3 separate regions of the Mus musculus genome follow, and regions 2 and 3 are each linked to region 1. The links are chromatin contacts, called in public Hi-C and promoter capture Hi-C maps. All regions are on one chromosome and are shown on one strand. Each heading gives the region's core, a stretch centred on a gene start, on an enhancer-like site or on the middle of the called end of the contact. The rest is flanking DNA. Distances are from core to core; before and after follow the strand shown. Region 1 holds the start of Lsm2 (LSM2 homolog, U6 small nuclear RNA and mRNA degradation associated). Region 2 has its middle 18 kb from the start of H2-Q1. Region 3 holds the start of Agpat1 (1-acylglycerol-3-phosphate O-acyltransferase 1 (lysophosphatidic acid acyltransferase, alpha)).

Evidence for each region. Promoter capture Hi-C pulls out the DNA fragments that hold promoters and counts their contacts. Hi-C and Micro-C count contacts between places; a contact is called where the count stands out from the background.
Region 2: a contact with region 1 is called in a Hi-C map of B cells, with 7 read pairs. The contact joins the enhancer-like site here to the promoter of Lsm2 in region 1. A contact is called at or near these places in 1 of 39 promoter capture datasets (pre-B cells), 2 of 484 Hi-C or Micro-C datasets (B cells and pro-B cells), 1 of 115 datasets of contacts at active chromatin or transcription factors (bone marrow-derived macrophages) and 2 of 9 other capture datasets (liver and pancreatic islet).
Region 3: a promoter capture Hi-C map of embryonic stem cells shows a contact between it and region 1. The contact joins the promoter of Agpat1 here to the promoter of Lsm2 in region 1. A contact is called at or near these places in 9 of 39 promoter capture datasets (the 3T3-L1 cell line, the C10 cell line, the HPC-7 cell line and 6 more), 1 of 484 Hi-C or Micro-C datasets (rod photoreceptor), 5 of 115 datasets of contacts at active chromatin or transcription factors (the SCID.adh cell line, embryonic stem cells, extraembryonic endoderm stem cells and 2 more) and 2 of 9 other capture datasets (liver and pancreatic islet).

What each region holds. Positions count from the first base shown.
Region 1 is chr17:34,980,010-34,983,466 of GRCm38.p6, forward strand. Lsm2 (LSM2 homolog, U6 small nuclear RNA and mRNA degradation associated) reads left to right here and starts at 1,845. Exons shown (of 5, transcript NM_001110101.2): 1 at 1,845-2,076; 2 at 2,611-2,678. The coding sequence starts at 2,074.
Region 2 is chr17:35,300,556-35,304,347 of GRCm38.p6, forward strand. It overlaps the pseudogene Gm18734. Among named protein-coding and RNA genes, the nearest start is that of H2-Q1, 18 kb to the right of the region's middle. Within about 2 kb of position 1,331, at least 127 of the 459 cell types and tissues checked have an H3K27ac peak or open chromatin away from gene starts, as enhancers often do. A contact at or near this core is called in B cells, bone marrow-derived macrophages, pre-B cells and 1 more, where this site is marked.
Region 3 is chr17:34,603,413-34,607,264 of GRCm38.p6, forward strand. It overlaps Agpat1 (1-acylglycerol-3-phosphate O-acyltransferase 1 (lysophosphatidic acid acyltransferase, alpha)), which reads left to right and starts at 2,449. Exons shown (of 7, transcript NM_001163379.1): 1 at 2,449-2,759. Rnf5 (ring finger protein 5) reads right to left here and starts at 149. Exons shown (of 6, transcript NM_019403.3): 1 at 1-149. The coding sequence starts at 61.

The DNA.
Region 1 (3,457 bases), core at 595-3,094:
CTGAACACAGTGATGTGCACCGGTAATGCCAGCACTGGGGGAGTGGGTAGGTAGGGCAGACAGAAGAAGCATCTTAGGGTCTTGCTGGCAAGTCAGTCTAGCTGAATGAACCTGTCAGCTCCAGGATCTATGGTAGATCCTATCTCAGAAAATGAGAGAAATGACTAAGTGGTTAAGAACACGTGTTGCTCTTCCACAGGACCAGGGTTTGATTCCCAGCACCTATGTGGTGGCTAACAACTGTAACTCTAGAGGATCCAACACTCTCTTCTAGTGTCTGGGAGCACTGCCCATGTGTACACAGATGGACATGCAAGGAAAAACGCTCACACATATACAATTTTAAAATATTAAATAAGGTGGAAAGAACAGGCAGTATCTATCTCTGGCCTACACAGTCATGCATGCTCCAGCCCTCACTCCCACCCCCAGGAAACCCTGGCTACAATCTATTTAGATTATTACACTAGAGAATTCCACCCTGCAATCAGCAGGTTTAGACTCTCAGAATTTTCACCTGTGTCCCGTGACTGCCTTGCACCTACAGCCAGCCTCAAGAAGAGAAGACAGAATAGAAAGTGTTTCCCTATTTATCCAGACATGATATCCACAGAAGATACAACCTAGCAACTTCCCACTTAATGTAATTATTTAAAAAAAAAAAAACAATAGGGCTGGAGAGATGGCTCAGCAGTTAAGAGCACTGACTGCTCTTCCAGAGGTCCTAAGTTCAATTTCCAGCAAGCACAGAGTGGCTCACAATCATCTGTAGTGGGATCTGATGCCCTCTTCTGGATGTCTGAAGAAAGCCACAGCATACTTACATAAAACAAGTCAATCGAAATAACAACAAAGCCCTTTCATCTCAGACCATCTCTTTCTTCTCTGGAACTTGCCTACTGAGGCTTTTCTAGTTTTTTGTTTTTTTTTTAAATCAGTCAGCTCTTGTGAACTCCTTCACAACCAGCATGTTACAAGCCTGGTAATGCTGTTCCCAGAACATCCAAAGTAGTATCTGTCGGTGATCTAGTTGAAAATATTTCAGTAATGCAGGGATGGATCAGCAGTTACAAGCATCTGTTGCTCTTCCAGAACACCCAGATTTGATTGCCAGCACCCACAAGGAGGCTCACCATTGTAACTCCAGGCCCAGGGCATTTGAAGCCCTCTCTTCTACCAGGAACTCATGTAGTACAGACATAACATACAGGCAAAAACTGTCAAACACACACAAAAAAAGCTAAGATAAAGTAAAATATTTCTGTCACTGAGTTCCAGTCAGTTTAGTCCTTTACAGACGAGTCCTATGCCAAATTATATATATATATATAACATTAGAGCTGGGATGTTGTTCATTTGCTTTGCTTAGAATGTGTCCGCTCTGGGTCAACTTTGCACCCCAAAAGACTGAAATTGAGAGAAACTTACTTACTGGGAACCTTTGATAAGAATCAGGATTTGTGTTCCGGTTTCTCTCTCACACTCACACACACCATAACCAGTGTGTATTGGTGTATATTTTATTCTCTGACACAGGGTCTTGCTATAATAGCTTTAGTTGACCTCTAAACCAGAATCCTCCCGTCTCAACTCCAGGATTCCAGTTGGGCACGAACGCTGTCCAGCTCTTAGCAACATTTTAAATTTTACTAAAGAATACGCAAGTCATAATTTTCTCAATCTTCCCAATAATTCCCCATAGAAAACGTAGACTACGAGCTAATCACGCGGCAGAGAGAAAAGTCTCAACAACCATCAGAAAAAGAGACGAACTACGTCCAACGCGCAGCTGCCACGGCCCACGCATGCGCTTGTGAGAAAGCGGCTGCTCGGGAGGAAGTGGGGGGGACAGGAAGTTCCGCCCCTCTACCGGTTTGGCGGTCCTCTCGGCTCTGCCCTACCCCGCTCCCTTTGAGCCTGAATTCAGCCGAGGTTTTCGCGGCTCCCCGTGCGCCTGCGTGATCCAGTCTTGCTTCACGCGCGGGCTCGCGCTCCGGCTCCCGCCCTGCCTCCGGCTCGCAGTCCCCGGCGCCTTCCTTCGCGGTCCAGGCCGCCCCGCGTGGCGCCAGCACCATGGTGGGTACCGTGACGTCAAAAGGGAGCGCCGCCGCTCGCGGCGGGCGGTTCGAACCGTGCGGGCGTGGGTGCGGGCACTCGTGTCGGTCGCTTGGGGCGGCAGCCAGGCCCCAGGGTTTTCCGTACAGCCTTACTGCCCACACCCCAGTGTGAGGAGGCTGCTCGGAGCCGATGGTGTTTTGGGGGAAACCTTTAGCAAGTCCAAGAGAAAGCCCACGGGCGCCGGGGGAGAACGGGAAGCGAGCCTTGCACTTCTGTGCTGTTGACGAGGACTTTGTGAGGGTGCGGTTGGGAAGCGGTCTCAGCTGGGAGGTGGTCGACTCAGAGAGTGGGTTCTAGCGTCGAGGGGTGCAACGCAGGTCCTGTCACTCCGTGGCTCCGTGAACTGCAGAGTCCCGTTTAACGGATTGTTGTTGGTTATGAAGTTTTGAGAACTACTAGGAGGGGCTACAAAGACTAGTATTTCAAAATACTGTCACGGGCTCCTCCTCCCCGTCCCTTTTCATGTGATAGTTCCTCCCTCTTTTCCAATAGCTCTTCTACTCCTTTTTCAAGTCTCTTGTGGGCAAGGATGTAGTCGTGGAACTCAAGAATGACCTGAGGTAGGTCCTTATTTTAGCGAGTTGGTGGAAGGTGGGGGTGCCGGGTGTCCTGATCCTTTTTGTCGTTGTTGTTGACAAAGTTACTTCAGAGTAGGTAGGCAAAACACAGAAGAAATACCTTTCGTCTTAAGTGTAAAAGATTAGTTTAAGAGTGAGCCTGGTATTGTGACACATGCTTGTAATCCCAACACTGAACGCAGAGGTGTGAGTTCAAGGACAGCTTGGTCTACATATGTCCAGGGCCATCCGGAGTTACACAGTGAGATACAGTTAAGTAACATGTATGTGTAGTCCTGGCTGTCCTGGAACACACAGATCCACATGCCTCTGTCTCCTGAGTGCTAGGATTTGCCTGGCTGTATCATTTGCTCTTAACGATTCAGGAGTTGGGGTAAATGCTTAAATGCTGTACCACTGGAAATATGTTTATGGGTTCTTGTCACATCCGTTAAGGTCTACTTGGTTCCTAATAGTGCTTCGAAAATTATAGTTTCATTGAAGCCGGGTTTTGTTTGCTTTTGTTTTCTTTCATGTACTGGGCATGCTCAACAAGTGAACTTCATATGCAGCCCTCATGTTTCTCTTTAAAATAACTTTTTTTTTTTTTTCCAGACAGGGTTTTTCTGTATAGCCCTGGCTGTCTTGGAACTCACTCTGTAGACCAGGCTGGCCTCGAACTCAGAAATCCGCCTGCCTCTGTCTCCCGAGTGCTGGGATTAAAGGCGTGTGCCACCACCGCCCAGCAAAATAACTTTATTTGTAGACTCTTGAAACCTTTG
Region 2 (3,792 bases), core at 81-2,580, 320 kb after region 1:
AGGCCCTGTGCTGCAGAGAAAAGAATCTCAGAGAGCCAAGGCATAAAAATAAAAATGGTGTCACTTCCGAATAAAATTATGGAGCTGCAGAGATTGTTCCGAGGTGAAGAATGCTCACTGCTGTTCCAGAGGACCTGGGTTCAGTTCCAGTTCTCATCCACTTGTAACTCAGCCTTAGATGGGTAGGGTGCCCTCTTCTGGCGGCCTGGGGAACTCCATGCTTGTGGGGCACAGACATACATGTGTGGGAAGCCACATGTGCCGTTGCTGAGTGGCACTGACTACTGCTGGCCACCACGCATAAAATTGGACAAACAACCAATGTGTACATATGCAGTAAAGTTTTTTGCAAAGACACTGCCTGGCCCAGGCATGATAATGAGGTTCTGTAAGGTACTGAGAGTATAACCAATTAGATGTGAGACATGCAAATGAGGTATGATAATGAGGTTCTGTAAGGTACTGAGAGAGAGTAACCAATCAGATGTGAGACATGCAAATGAGTTATGATAATGAGGCTCTGTGAGGTACTGAGAGAGAGTAGCCAATCAGATGAGGAACATGCAAATGAGGCATAGTGCATAACCAATCCGGGTGTGAGACACGCCTCTCCTAGGCCTATAAAAGCAGCACCAGTTCTGGGCTCGAGGTCTTTTCGCCTCTACAATCAAGCTCTCCCAATAAACGTGTGCAGAAGGATCCTGTTGCAGCGTCGTTCTTCCTGGCCAGTTGAGCGCGCGCAAGATACATGGAGGCAAAACACCCATATAAATAAAAATATTTTTTAAAAGAATGAAAAATAAATGAAGGGAAATAAGATTTCTGTAAAGAAAGAGATACCTGAACAGTATTGGGGGTCACTACAGCGCATAGGAACACCTCCAAACCTAGATCAGCACTCTAGGGACCCTTGCAGTAGGCGTGTACATCTAATGATGTGTACACAATGATCTTAGGGAATCAGCCAGGGAAGGGTGATTCCTTCTACAGAGTGGCCCCTGATGCTACTGGTCTATGGAGCCTGTGTGTTCGTTCATTTATGCTGTTTGTGCTGTATGCCTTGTTGTAGCTCAGGTGGACCTTGAATTCTTTATTTTATTTTAAAAATTTATTATGTACACAGTGTTCTGCCTGCATATGTCTATAGCCACCAAAAGAGGGCGCCAGATCTCATTATAGATGGTTGTGAGCCACCACGTGATTTCTGAGAAATCAACTCAGGGCCTTTGGAAGAGCAGTTAATGCTCTCAACCTCTGAGTCATCTCTCCAGTCCTGACCTTTCCCACCTACAACTTGATCCTCATGCCTCACCTCAGCATGCCATGGTGTGTGTGTGTCTATGTCACTGTGACTGGAGAGTTGGTGCTGAGTCACAATCTAGAGAGGAGCCGAGGTGTAATCTCGCTCAGAAGTTGTGTTTCAGTCCGAAGATCATAAGGACCCGTGAAAACCACAAACCAGAGGATTTGGGGCTGAAAGGAAAATCCCTGGCTGCTTCGGTATGAAGAGGGCATAGGCGACCACAACTCCCTACCTTTCCCAGCATTCAAAGCTCACAGCCACTTAGGTGATCAGGAACTGGAGCCGCTCCTATTCCTGTGTCCTGCTGCCCCCTGGCGGCCGTGCTCCGCATCGCAGCTCCCAAGAATCTTGGAGATGGACTGGGCTCTATGTCAAATGTCCCTCCAGACTGCAGACTGCAGAGTTCAGGAACTGCTGGCCAGCTTCACAAGCCCGCGAAGCTGTCCAGCTCACACTGAGGAAGGGCCACACTAAGAAACCGGGTATCCCCTGCACAGCCCGCCACAGCAGAGCATTAGTTGTTTTTCCTTTTGTGGTTGCTGTTGCCCAGGATTTACCCCAGGGCTTCCTGCCTGTTGACCGTGTCCTCACTGAACTACACACCGGCTGAGCTTGATGTGACCACACAAAGAAAGGGTCCTGGGTTTCTCTGGGAATGCCTTCAATCCCAAAACTCAGGAGAGCAGATCTCTGCATTCTTCAACCACATAGCAAGTTCCAGAACACCCGGGGCTATAAGGTAAAACCAGAAGCCTGGGATCCCCAGGTCTGACACCTAGAAGGGGGTGGTGGAGTAGGTGGGAAAGTTGTAACAAGTGAGAAAGGAGCATGGATGCCTGGGACGGGGTCTGGGTGGACTTAGGCCCCCAGCCAAGGCCCTGGGAAGTGAATGGGGTAAAGGAAATAACCTCAAATTACTCTTTTTTTCCCTTGACAGCATCTTTCACCTGGAATTTCCCCCACGCTGTAGATGGGACCTAGGGACGGCTTCCTGCCACCGAGCTGTGTCCCAGCCTTTACTTTTAAGACGTGGTCCAGGCTGGCCTTGAACTTACTCTGTAACTGAAGCAGGTTTTCCATCCAGTGCTTCTGGTCCCTAATTAGCCAGGGTTACAGGTCTGCAAACCAGCCTAGCTTTTGTTCAAGACTTGGTCAAGGTTGCCAGGCTGTGGAGACACACACCTTCAGTCCCAGCACTTAGGAGGTAGAGGCAGGTGGGTCTCTAAGTTCGAGTCCAGCCTGGTCTACAGAGTTCCAAGACAACAAAGGCTGCACAGAGAAACCCTGTCTCAAAAACCAAACAACTTGGTCAAGCATGTACCTTCACTCTAGGACTTGTGGGTCATGACCCCTTTGGGGGTCAAACAACTCTTTCACAGGGGTTGCTTAAGGCCATCAGAAAACAGTAGCAAAATTACAGTTATGAAGTAACACTGAAAATAACTTTAAGGTTGGGGTTAGTACCAGGAATTAAAGGGTCGCAGTATTAGGAATATTGAGAAACACTGCTCTGGTCTGCAAACTCCTTACAGAGGTGGGGCAGAGGGCAGCAGGAAGTGTCTGGGTCACATGAAAATGACAGGATCTGTTTTGAAGCCAGGTCCACCCCTGCCTCGATCATGGCTGCAGGTGTTACAGGCCCTCCATCCTCAAAGGAGCTGTGACAGCCACTTAGAGGCTGACACAGACAACCTCAGAGTCTGTGTTGATTATTCCCATGGTAGCCCTCAGGACAGCACCCAAAGCTACCACATTCCCAGGCCTTGCAGCAAGTGTAACCCTCCTGGAGAGCTACAAACAGTCCCCTCCTGAGAAACTATGCCACCCATCAGCCAGAAGCAGCAACAGAAATCGGGGTACTATCCCATCATCTTCCTGACGCCCACCAGGAACTGACTAGGTCTACAAGAAAGACATGCTGGAGAACTCAAAGGCCCAGGGACAAAGGAGAGGACAGTCCCAGCACTGTAAGTACTTATTATTGACACAGAGTGAGCCCTGCCACTAGGTGATGTCACTGTTCCAGCAGAGCCCAGAGATCAGCTACAGGGTGGCCTGAACTGCTGAGCCCTAAGAGCTGAGGGTCAGTCAGAGCCTGGGGCGGTGGAAGCTCACAGGCTGTGAGTGAACAGCAGAGGAGCTGACTGGACTGGAAATGAAGGTCACCTGACTCAGAAGCCCAGGGAGTGGCCTTGGGTGCACTCTGTTGAGGCAGAGTCCTGGCAATGGAGGCTGAGTGCGGTGTGTGGAAGCCGTGGAGACAAAAGGGATGGGAAGAGGTCCCAGGTGACAGTGTGTGACCCACTGAGAGTCCACGGGAGCTTAGGGTCCCGGCAGGTCCGAAACAGAAGTTTAGCTTGTGTTTCTTCAGCTCCACCATGAGGTGATGGATGTTGATGAGCTCGGCCCTGGCCAGGAGTACTCGGAGCTGGGGCTGAGACAGCACCCGGTGGAAGCCATGGTTGAGCTGGATCAGTTGGGTCAGCGCC
Region 3 (3,852 bases), core at 1,199-3,698, 380 kb before region 1:
CCCCGCCCCGCTCGCGATTTGGCCCTTCGGGGCCCCCGTCTTCTTCCTCCGCTGCTGCCATGGCAAGTTCTGCTTCGCCCCCACGTAGCCCTCAGTACCCCCAGGCACACACACATATACACTAACACAGGGCACACACACAGGCACACACACACTCACGCCCCAACAAAGCAGGTCCGCCTTCGGCCCAGGATCGTTGGGCAAACTTCAAGTTTTTCTCATCATTATTGGTCGAGGTACCTGCCAATCATATAGAATTCAAAGGACACGATTGATCCAAAGAGTGGGGGCGGAAAAAGGTGTGTGTGGGGCCCCTACCCTTGCACGATGATGATTGGCTGATAGGGCTTCAGTAACTATGCACTGCCGAGGGATTGGTCATAATGAGCTAGGCCTGTGTTGTCACTCAGCTAAAGAGGCTTTGATTCGTCAGTTCAGCTGCCAGTCATAACCAAAGCTCAGAAGGGATTGGCTCAGGCCTACAGAACTCGCCCACCATAAGCCTCTTTTTTTCCTTCTCTTCCTCTTTCTTAGAAGGTCCGGGTTCCTATTGGACTTTAGAGCGAATGGTTCCAAATCAAATGATTGGCTGGCATGACACGGAAGAATGAGCATGCGCAATAAGCGGGGGGGGGGGGCGTGGAATAGGCCAACCCAGACGAAGGCGGTGTCGACTCCAGTCCCGCCCCTTCACTCGCTCTCTCTCGTCACCATGGCAACCCCTCCGCTATTGGCGGGGCCTTAGGTTCAAAGGCCTCGACTCGGCCTTATCCGGGTCTTTCCGCCCGGACTCTCTCCGCTTGATTGGGCGGTTTACTCCGCCGCTGATTGGCCGAGATCTGGAGAGACGGTGCAGAGCTAAGGGGGGAGGGGGAAGGGCAGAAGTACCAGGGTCGCAGGGTTCAAGATGGCTCCGGCCTCCTTGGGTGACGTAGAGGGAAGACCTTGGGTCCGCCCCTCCCTCTCGGAGAAGCGGGGAGCAGAGCTGGGGTTAGCCCGACGCGTGGATGGTGCGGCCGTCGGTCTGTGGCGCCGGTGTTAACCCCACTCTCTCGGTTGGACGACTTAGCCTCTCTAGGTGATTCTCACAGCAGGACCGAGCCAAAGGCCCACCGTTGTAATGTGACACAGCAGACCACAGTGGACCCCCACTCCGTCCTAAACCTTACAAGCAGAAAAGGACTGGTTCCACCCTCTTGGGAGTGGGCGCCCAAAGGACAGAGGCCGACCCCTAGGTGACCCGCCGTAGAATGGGGTAGATCCGCCCCTTCCTTGTAGTTTGCCCTGCATAGATTTGGATCTTTTTCCTGGCTGGACGGCTGGCAGCTAGGGCCTTTCCAGCACTCAGTGACCCTCACTATGGCCCAAGGCCCAGAATTAGGTAACAGTCCTCGCATTCGCAAGGGCTCTTCACCAAGCCATGTAAATCACCCAGGGCAAAGGTGTCCATGGGCGGGAGACGAGAACACGCTAGCTAAGGATTATTCAATACCTTGATAAAGGACCTGTGTGACTGAGGAATAAAGAAAGGTGAGAAGCTGGGACTCTCTATAGGAGGAGGTACGGAGAAGCGAGGATCTGGAGTATTGAAGAGGTTTAGATGCAGAATAGGCGAATAGGAGGTAGGAACGATGGACTCGTCCAGAGTGTGAAGAGGGAAGTAGGGTTTGGCCAGTTAGATACGCGGCACATCCCACCATTTTATCACCCTTAGGAAGCAGTGTTTTATTGCTCGAATTCCATCGAAAGGACTTAGCTTCTTACAGGTCTCAGCTATAGCCTCAAACTCGGATACTCTTGCCCGAGGCTCTCATGTACTGCTGTTAACAAGCATACACCACCAAAAGCCAGCGGCCAGATCGTGTGTGTGTGTGTGGGGGGGGGGGGAGTGGTTGGCTCAGATTGGGTGAATGAAGAACTAGGAAAGTACTAAGTAGGAAAACAAGGTTGAAAGGGAGAGAAGGTCAGAGGGCTCCTTTATCTTTAAAGACTAAAGGTGGGTGGAGGAGATGGAGACCCGGGACAAAGGGCAAGTGGACAGAAAGCTGGAGAGCTATTCAGGGAAAGCCCGAGGCCTGAGCAGAAAAAGGTGAGCCTACTGCTTGAATTCAGAAGGTACTTCATAAACGTTTGTGATTGAATGGGAGACAGGAAAGGCAGGAGGAAGTGTTTGGGGATCCTAGAGTTACATAGCGCTGGGGTTCAAAGAAAGGCAACGGGTTCAGAGAGCGTGCGAGCGAAGCTAGACGGGGCAGAGGAATAGAGCAGCGAGGGAGCCGGGGTCACCGGTGCTGAAACCGGTGGCCCGAGCGATGAGGCTGACCGAGGCCGCGAGCGCCACTGAGCTCCCTGGGGCGGGGCCAGCGAGAGGCCCGGCAGGCATGGGGAGGAGATGCGGGTCTCTGAAGAGGCGATTGGCGAGGCCCGCTGCCCATCATAGACCCCCACTTCCTGGCCAGCCCCGGAAGTCAGCAGGCGCTGGGAGGGGTGGGGGAGATAGCGGCGGCAGTAGCCCCGACCCTCAGAGAGCCGGCAGGGAGGGAGGGAGGGTGTCGGGGGTACTGCCCCCCACCATTCCTACCGATATGGGCCCAGCTTCCCACTCCCACCACCCCTCCATCGGCCGGGGCTAGGACATCCCCAAATCCTGTCGCCCCCTTGGCACCGACACCGAGACAGAGATACAGCCAGCCGCCACCACCGTTGCCGCAGCCTGGCTGGGGAGGGGGCCCGTCCCCCAGGCTCCCCGCCCCATTGAGGTGTGGGCGGGAAGGGGGTGGGAGGCTGTGGGAGGAGGGGGCCGAGAGGCACGGGGATGGGGAGAGATGGGGCCGGGAGGGCCGGCTGGGGACAGGGTTGCTGGGGAGAGGGGCCTGAGCGGAAGAATGGGAGCGACGAAGGCTGGGAACAGGCTCCGAGGTTGGGGGCCTTGCTCAGAGTGCAGAGGCGGGCGAGAGGAGGGATGGGAACTCGGAATTTGGGACGGGGGTGTGGACAAGGGGACGAGTCTTGAAAAGGGGATTCCCTTCGGGTTTCCCAGCCCTTCTGCTGCTTTTTGGCCCCACATGACTTCTGGGTGGCGGTGAGAAGGCCAGGACTGCTTCCTAGGAATTGCTGTCAGGCACCCGCTAACCTCTCACACGGAAGCAGCACTGATCTGGAAGCGGCCTTCCACCCAGAGCCCCTCACTAGCACACGAGTGGCCTGTGGGAGGTCCGGCGCCTTGGATAGGATGCCCGGCTTCTGTGCAGCCCTGTGCTGTGCTTTCCATGGGCTGTAGAGAATGACGTTTAAAACCCCATCAGAATGGCTATCCGCTTTCACGCCCATTGCCCCAAGTTCAGTTTGTGACACGCTCCAGGGTCAAATCTGTGTGAGGACTTGGTATGTTTCACCTGTTGGGTGTTTCCGTGCGGCCTACCTGCCCTGGGGCTTCCCGTTTGCCTTAGCTTGGTCCCTCAGCCTCACAGGTGTTCAGTTCCAGAGGGTGCAGGGTTCTTCTGCCTGTGGGGTTCAGTGGTTCAGCCCTGTGACCACAGTAACCTGTTTAGTAGGTGTGGCTCTCACCAAAGATCTGCATGGTGTGACGACACATCGATGTGGCACAACGGTGGCATGTACTGGTTGCACCTGCCATTTATTTTGTAAATTCGTTGTCGGTGTGATTGATTGATTGTATGCTCATTAACCCATTTGCCATTCCAATGTGTTTATGGATCTTCAAACATTTCTGTCTAAAGACAATGCCTTCTTCAAACCAAGTGTTACACAAGTATTGTTAATTCTGCAAAGTATTTTTTGTTTTGTCTTGAGACAGAGTCTCAACGTAGTCCTTCCTGGCTAGCCTCAAGC